Linked DNA regions of Mus musculus: region 1 is linked to region 2. The links are chromatin contacts, called in public HiChIP or PLAC-seq maps. All regions are on one chromosome and are shown on one strand. The core of a region is the stretch at or near the end of the contact, and the rest is flanking DNA. Distances in the headings are between cores, read along the strand shown.

Region 1 (3,234 bases), core at 359-2,858, 390 kb after region 2:
GTGTGGTGTTCAATGCCAGTGCTCTGGACTCTCAATGGCTCCCACTGGTAATGTTTCAAAAGGATTTTAAGCCTAAATATTAGCAAAAAGACCTCATTTCTAACCATTTAGGAACAAGTCTTTTGTAGAATGGAGATCAGCACTCGGCAAATTCTCCTCATGAGGAACCAAGAAGTAAGTATTTCAAGCTCCAGTGGCCATGTGGTCTCTGTCAGCACCAAAGACAGCCACCAACAAACTTAAGTATATGTGTGGTTACATGTCCTAATAAAACTTTATGAGTTGCATAGGAAGGCAAATTCCATACAATTTTAGTTTCATAAAATACTATTCTTTGATTTTTTTTGTATTACTTCAAAACAAATTTACACTAAAGTCACGAGCCAAAACAGAATTTCCATTGGTACAAAGATAAGAGTGTGATGCAAGGAGCTGCCTGGCTCCATCACTAACAACAATTCTCCTTCAAGCTTCAATGTCCTTGTCTGTCAAAAAAGGAAAGGGATGCCGACATTTTATTTTAAACATAAGAGAGATGAGCTATGTCACATTGTTCACAAGGAACAACTTCCGAACACTATCGATGATGTGGTGGGGGGGAAGAGGAGAGGAGACTCCATTGTGTGAGAGAGTCAGATCATCTATTTAATCTTGCCTGATGCCGTGTGGTGCCATGAATTTCCAACTCCAGTGAACAGCTTTTGCTATTTATCTTTAGGGGTATGCAAAGATATCCTGGGACTTTTAATAGACTAATATTCCCTCTTTGCTTACTCTCTTTAAAATAGTTCATTATTTGGTTGGTTGGTTGAGTGACTTGTGTGTGTGTGTGTGTGTGTGTGTGTGTGTTCCCATAAGCATGTCATAGCATGTATGTGATCAGAGGACATTTTGTTTGTAGGAGTCCATTTTATGTTCTTGTTTCAGGTGCCTTTCTCCAGTGAGCCCTTGCTCTGGCCCCTTGCTACTTCGCTCTTTATGATATTCTGTTTGCATACTGAGTTATCACATTAGGCCTCAGCCAATTCTGTCCTCTAGACCTGAGTACCATATTATACAACTTTAATCTTATCTGAGACCCAAAATTCAAGCTTTTTCTTCTCTATTTTGTTAATTAAGCACATCACTCATGAGCATGGCTATAGGTTTTGTCTTAGGGTTTCTGTTGCTGCACTGAAAAACCATAACATAAAACCAAGTTGGGGAGAAAAGGAATTATCTGGCTTACACATCAACATCAGTGCTCATCATTGAAGGGAGTCAGGATAGAAGCTCAATCAAGGCAGGAGCTGATGAAGAGGCCATGAAGGGGTGCTGTTTACTGGATTGCTTTCTTTAGATAGAACACAGGACCACCACCTCAGTATGGCACTACCCACAATGGGCTGGACCCACCCCCATCAATAGCTAATTAAGAAAATGCCTTACAGCTTTGTCTTGTGGAAGCATTTTCTCAGTAAAGGTTCTCTCCTTTGAGATAACACTAACCTGTTTGTCAGTTGACTTAAGACCAGCCAGCACAGATTTCCAGCTCTTACACCAGCTGAGTCAGCAAACATTCTGCAACAGTGATTCCTCCTACCAGTATCTTCACTGTCACTGAAAGCTCGGAGGAATGGCTCTGCATCTGACTTCCTTTCTATATGCCATCTTTTATCAACACTCCAATACTGAAGGTTACCAAAATCAGATCTCCAACTTAGAGGGCTGATATAAAAAACTCCAGAATGAAAACATATTGCTTCCCCTTTATTTCTTCTTATAGAAAAGGATAATGTTTAAGGAAAGTCAAAATATTCTAAAACAAACAATATGCTTCTTAAAACTAACGACACTCATGACTCTCGACCTCCATAGCACATGAGTTTTTGTGCTCTGTGCCCCTGATACCCGTGAGTGCTGGTGGCATTTGCAGTTCCAGAAGGTGGCAGTTTTTGCTTTAAAATTCATTTCCCAGACCTGCATTCACAGTCCTAAGCCTAGTAAAAACTAGAGAACATTTGTTGAACAAGTGTCCGTGCTAAAGTCTACAAGAACTGCAAAGCAAAACATTACATCTCTAGTACCCACTAACTTGCAATCCATGTCCTGCTTTTCTCCAGAACTCAGTTTCATTTGGAGAGTAAAATGAAAGAGTTTAGCCAGTGAGTCTTCAGGTTTTCATTGGCTCTTTTCAGTAGCTGTATCAGCAAACATAGAGGGTGTTGTTCAAGCAGGGCACAAGTAGCTTTCTACTTGTGAATGTCTCTTGCTGGAGAGACACCATAGGGAAATTTTTTGAGGAATGGAATTTCCATTTTTCATGGATTCTGCTGGTCTTGTCCTTAATAAGTAAACATGATTGTGCCTTTTGCACCACACCACGCCTATGCTACACGGGGTTTAAAAATTACAGTTTTTCAAGTTTGAAAGAATAAGGACAAATCAGGTCTACCTTGTGACATAAAAACATTGTTAGAAACAAAGTGTTATGTTGAAAACGTGACAAAGAAACATTTACTCAAACATTTTTAAAAATAAACTAGTTCAGTTTAAGTGAAAGGCCTATTAACCATCAAGGCTTTGGCTCCATCATGTGGCCGTTTGGATTTATTTTACTTTAGTGTTCATAAGATTTTTTGTTTTGTTTTGTTTTGTTTTCAAGATAGGGTTTTTCTATGTGGTCCTGGCTGGCCTGGAACTCTCTCTGTGGAGCAGACTGGTCACCAACACTGAGATCCACCTGCCTCTACCTCCCAATTGCTGGAATTAAAAGCATGTGCCGCCAATATTATTTACGAATTTAAAAGTGCGTGTATCTAAACTTTACAGCATAACATTTTGACCACTGTATATATTATGAAATGATTACTGCAATCAAGGTAGTTAGCATATCCATATGCTAATATCTCTCATAGAGACCCTTGTATATGACAATAAACCTTAAAATTGACAGTTCTGGAGCTGGAGAGACAGCTCAGCAGTTAAGAAGAGTATTTGCTGCTTTTACAAAGAATCCAGGTTCAGTTTCTTTCTTTCTTTCTTTCTTTCTTTCTTTCTTTCTTTCTTTCTTTCTTTCTTTCTTTCTTTTTCTCTTTCTTTCTTTCTTTCTTTCTTTCTTCCTTTCTAAGATTTATTCATTTATCTTACGTATATGAGTACACTGTAGATGTCTTCAGACATACCAGAAGAGGGCATCAAATCGTATTAAAGATGGTTACGAGCCACCATATTATAGTTACTGGGAACTGAATT
Region 2 (3,530 bases), core at 884-3,383:
GCAGGAGCTGTCACTTGTGGTTTTGGTCTTATCCATGCTAACAGATGTAAGATGGAATCTCAAAGTCATTTGATTTGTATTTCCCTAATGGCTAAGGGTGTTGAACATTTCTTTAAGGGTTTCTTGGCTGCTTGAGATGCCTCCATTGAAAATTCATTGTTTAAAACTGTAACCCAATTTTTATTTGTATGATTTGGTTTATTGGTATCTACTTTCTTGACTTCTTTATATATGTTGGAAATTAGTGTTCTGTCAGAAGTGGCTTGATAGGGTTTTTGTTTTGTTTTGCTTTGTTTCTTTTCAAATCTGTAAGCTGCCTTCTTTTCTATTGAAAAGAAAAAGTCTAGTGTCCTGTGACTTACAGAGCTTTGCAGTCTTACGAGGCCCCATTTTTAAATTATCAATCTAAGTGCCTGTACTATTGTACGGTTGGTTTTCAGTTCAGAAAATTGTCTCCTGTGCCATTGTGTTCAAGGCTATTCTGCTTTTACTCTTCTATTGAGTTTACTTCATCTGGTTTTATGTTAAGGTCTAATCCACTTAAACTGTTGTACTATATTTTTATATACTCAATTATACTTTACTTAATCCAATAAGTAGATCCCATATTTGCTAAATATGAACATATCAGTTAATTTTCTACAACTGTAATAAAGTAGCATGACCAAGTCATTTATAGAAGTAGGGGTTTATCTAGGTTTGAATTCCAGAGGGGTAAAAATCCATGATGGCAGAGTGAAGGCAGCAAGTGGTACATATGGTGGCTGGAGCTGTTTACATCTTGAATCATGAGTAGGAAGTAAAGAAAACAAGCTCAAGTATTGGCAGGACTCTTGCTTTCTTAAATCCCTCCTCTACATGCATGTGCCTTCCATCCAGGCTTCACCTCCTAAATATTCCAACAGCGCTCTCAACTGAGGGTTGACTGTTCAAACATCTGAGCCTGTGGAGGACATTCTCATTCAAACCACCACAAGGAAGCATGACCTGTAGAGTGTCTGTCCTCTTGGACCACATGTGTCTTGGTGTCTATAAGGCAATTGGAAGGGTGAACACTTGCCTCTTTAGAAGTCTCCCAAACAGTTTCTGAAGACTGGCATAACTATCTCAACAAAGCCCTTACCTCCTTACAAACCAGTGTTGGTCCTTGCAGCAACAGATAGTTTAATTCCATTCTCCCGAAAAAATTAGTGCGACTTTTATGATTTTTAACATGATCAAAACAATGAGGTAGAAATGACATTTATGAATTTCTGAGGTCAACGCATATGAAGCATTTCAGTTGGCATGTAGTTTCTTGGCATGCTAGCTCTGGAAAAGCCAGACACCATGTAATAAGATGTACAGCTTCATTGAAGGAAGCATGCTTTGAGAAGACCAAACTGAAAATATTTTAGGCTAGACAGAAGCTGGGCAGTCCACTTCTGTTCCAACTGTTCTAGTGAGAACACTAGACACTTGCAGGACAGAATATGCTCAGCACAAGTACTAGCTTCCATGTAGCTTCAGTAATACCCATGACCCCAGTATAGCCACCTAGCTGAGCCAGGCAACCATAGAACCTAAAAAAGAGATAATTTTAATAGTACAGTTTCATATATTTTTATAAAGTAAAAAATATTTTTAGAATTATAGTATATACAATTTTTTCATGTTCAATAAGTATTTCTCAGTTGTTTTTCCAAATGTCTTTAACTGTTGGTCTCTTGCCGTGACTGTGTGAAAATTTTTATGTTTTTGAACCCTTTCTTTTACACTAATTATGTTTGTGAGAGATTTTCCTGTTACTGTTTTTACTTTGTCTCTGAAATAAAAGAAGCATTTGTGATTTCCATTTGCAAGGGGATGTTGTATATATTGTAATTAATGCACAGGATGAGAAATACTTTTTTTTTAATGCAAAAGCAAGAGTTTTATTTTCTGGTGTGTCAGGATCAAACCTCAATCAAGTCCCTCGATGTGAGTGGTGAGAAGGTGACCCCAAATGGCTATTACAAGCAGTTTTTATAAGTTTTAGGGGCACAGGTTACATAAGCAAGGTTACGTTCAAACTTATTGGCTAAGGATATTGACCTTTAAGTCTATTGGCTAGCAACCATGACACACTTTTGAACTCTTTCTGGGACTTTCCAGAGGGTCAGGTGACTACCAGTCAGTATGTTCTGAGAATCTTTTACTAAGTAAGACTGTTCCTGTGGGTGGAGAATGGAACTTGGCCTAGGCTTGACCCCAGGTGAAAGGAGGAAGCTGTAAGGAGAGTGTGGGACTGAAAAAGCCCTTAGGGTCCTTCACTCCCCCCTCCCCTTTTTTTTTCTTGTATAAGCTCCAATCCTTGAGCTATGCTCAGGGGTCTTGGGTAACTAACTCATATTGTTGGCACAGGACTGTCATTGTACTGCTCCTATTCTCTCTTTTATGAAGGCTATAATCTTGTTCAATATGCAGGGTCAACAATAGCAAGAGAACAATTAAGGGTCCTAACAAGGTGGATATGAGGATGGTTAACCAAGGGGAAGCATCAAAAGGAGAGTGGTACCAGCCTTTGGAATTTTCTTGTTTCCTTTGATGCACTCTAAACTTTCTCCCATTTTGGTAAGGGACTCTGTAATCACACTGGAGTGATTTACATAGAAACAGCATTCTTCATGTAATGCAGCACATAGCCCTCCCTACTGTAAAAATACCAAATCTAGCCCTTCCCTGTAATACACCCTCTGCCAGGGAATCAACATTACTTTCTAAATGGGAGATGGATTTCTCTAGACGTTGAATATCTTCGTCAATATCTGCTTTGAGGCTATTATAATTCTTATTTTGTAGGAGTAATGCTGCAATCCCAGTACCTGCCTTAGCTAAACCTGTTCCCAAAATTAGGGCCAATGTCAAAGAGACAGGTTATCTTTTCTGTACCATCACACTTCTAGTTGGGTTTCCAAGCTGCCCCCATCAAGTCTGGTTGAGCCTTGTGTGCATGGGGAAATTCCCAATTCCTCCAACCCTAAAGTGTTTTGTGTGCTAGTCCAGTTGGTGCCTCCAATAACCTATTATTCTGAAGAAACTGTCCTCCTGGCTCTATTATAGAGTTACTTCTTGCATTCCTAAATAAGTGAAGGATGCTCAGAGATTGGCATGTCTGGTGATCAGTGTCTTCAAGTTTTCACATTACAATCTTCAGAAGCAATCTTAGAGAAATGATCCAACTGTGTTCCAGGAGTTTGCAAGGCCAACCGGAAGGTCTCTCATACAGAGAGACAGTTCTCAAGATGTGCATGGTTCTGCATATAAAGCTATATTTCTTTTATTCTGATCCTGTCAAACATGAAAAAACTCACTGCTATCAGAAATTAGTACAGCAAATCAGATCATTGAAATTTCGTGTGGACTCTTTGGGAACACACAGAGTGATTTTTTTTTAAATAACTTGAAAGATGACAGGACTCTCCTTTGATCTCATCACTGAACAAGTTCCTGGCCAAGCACACAGAATAATAGGATGTCCAAACTTAAACTTATGCAGAGCCAGAGACAGA

The links. HiChIP or PLAC-seq counts read pairs in DNA pulled down with a chosen protein or histone mark.
Region 1: an H3K27ac HiChIP or PLAC-seq map of regulatory T cells shows a contact between it and region 2, with 8 times the contacts expected there. The contact joins two enhancer-like sites.

Annotation. Positions count from the first base shown.
Region 1 is chr14:16,194,148-16,197,381 of GRCm38.p6, forward strand. No RefSeq gene overlaps it. Among named protein-coding and RNA genes, the nearest start is that of Oxsm, 48 kb to the right of the region's middle. Within about 2 kb of position 1,609, at least 18 of the 459 cell types and tissues checked have an H3K27ac peak or open chromatin away from gene starts, as enhancers often do. A contact at or near this core is called in regulatory T cells, where this site is marked.
Region 2 is chr14:15,807,153-15,810,682 of GRCm38.p6, forward strand. No RefSeq gene overlaps it. Among named protein-coding and RNA genes, the nearest start is that of Gm31804, 34 kb to the left of the region's middle. Within about 2 kb of position 2,134, at least 3 of the 459 cell types and tissues checked have an H3K27ac peak or open chromatin away from gene starts, as enhancers often do. A contact at or near this core is called in regulatory T cells, where this site is marked.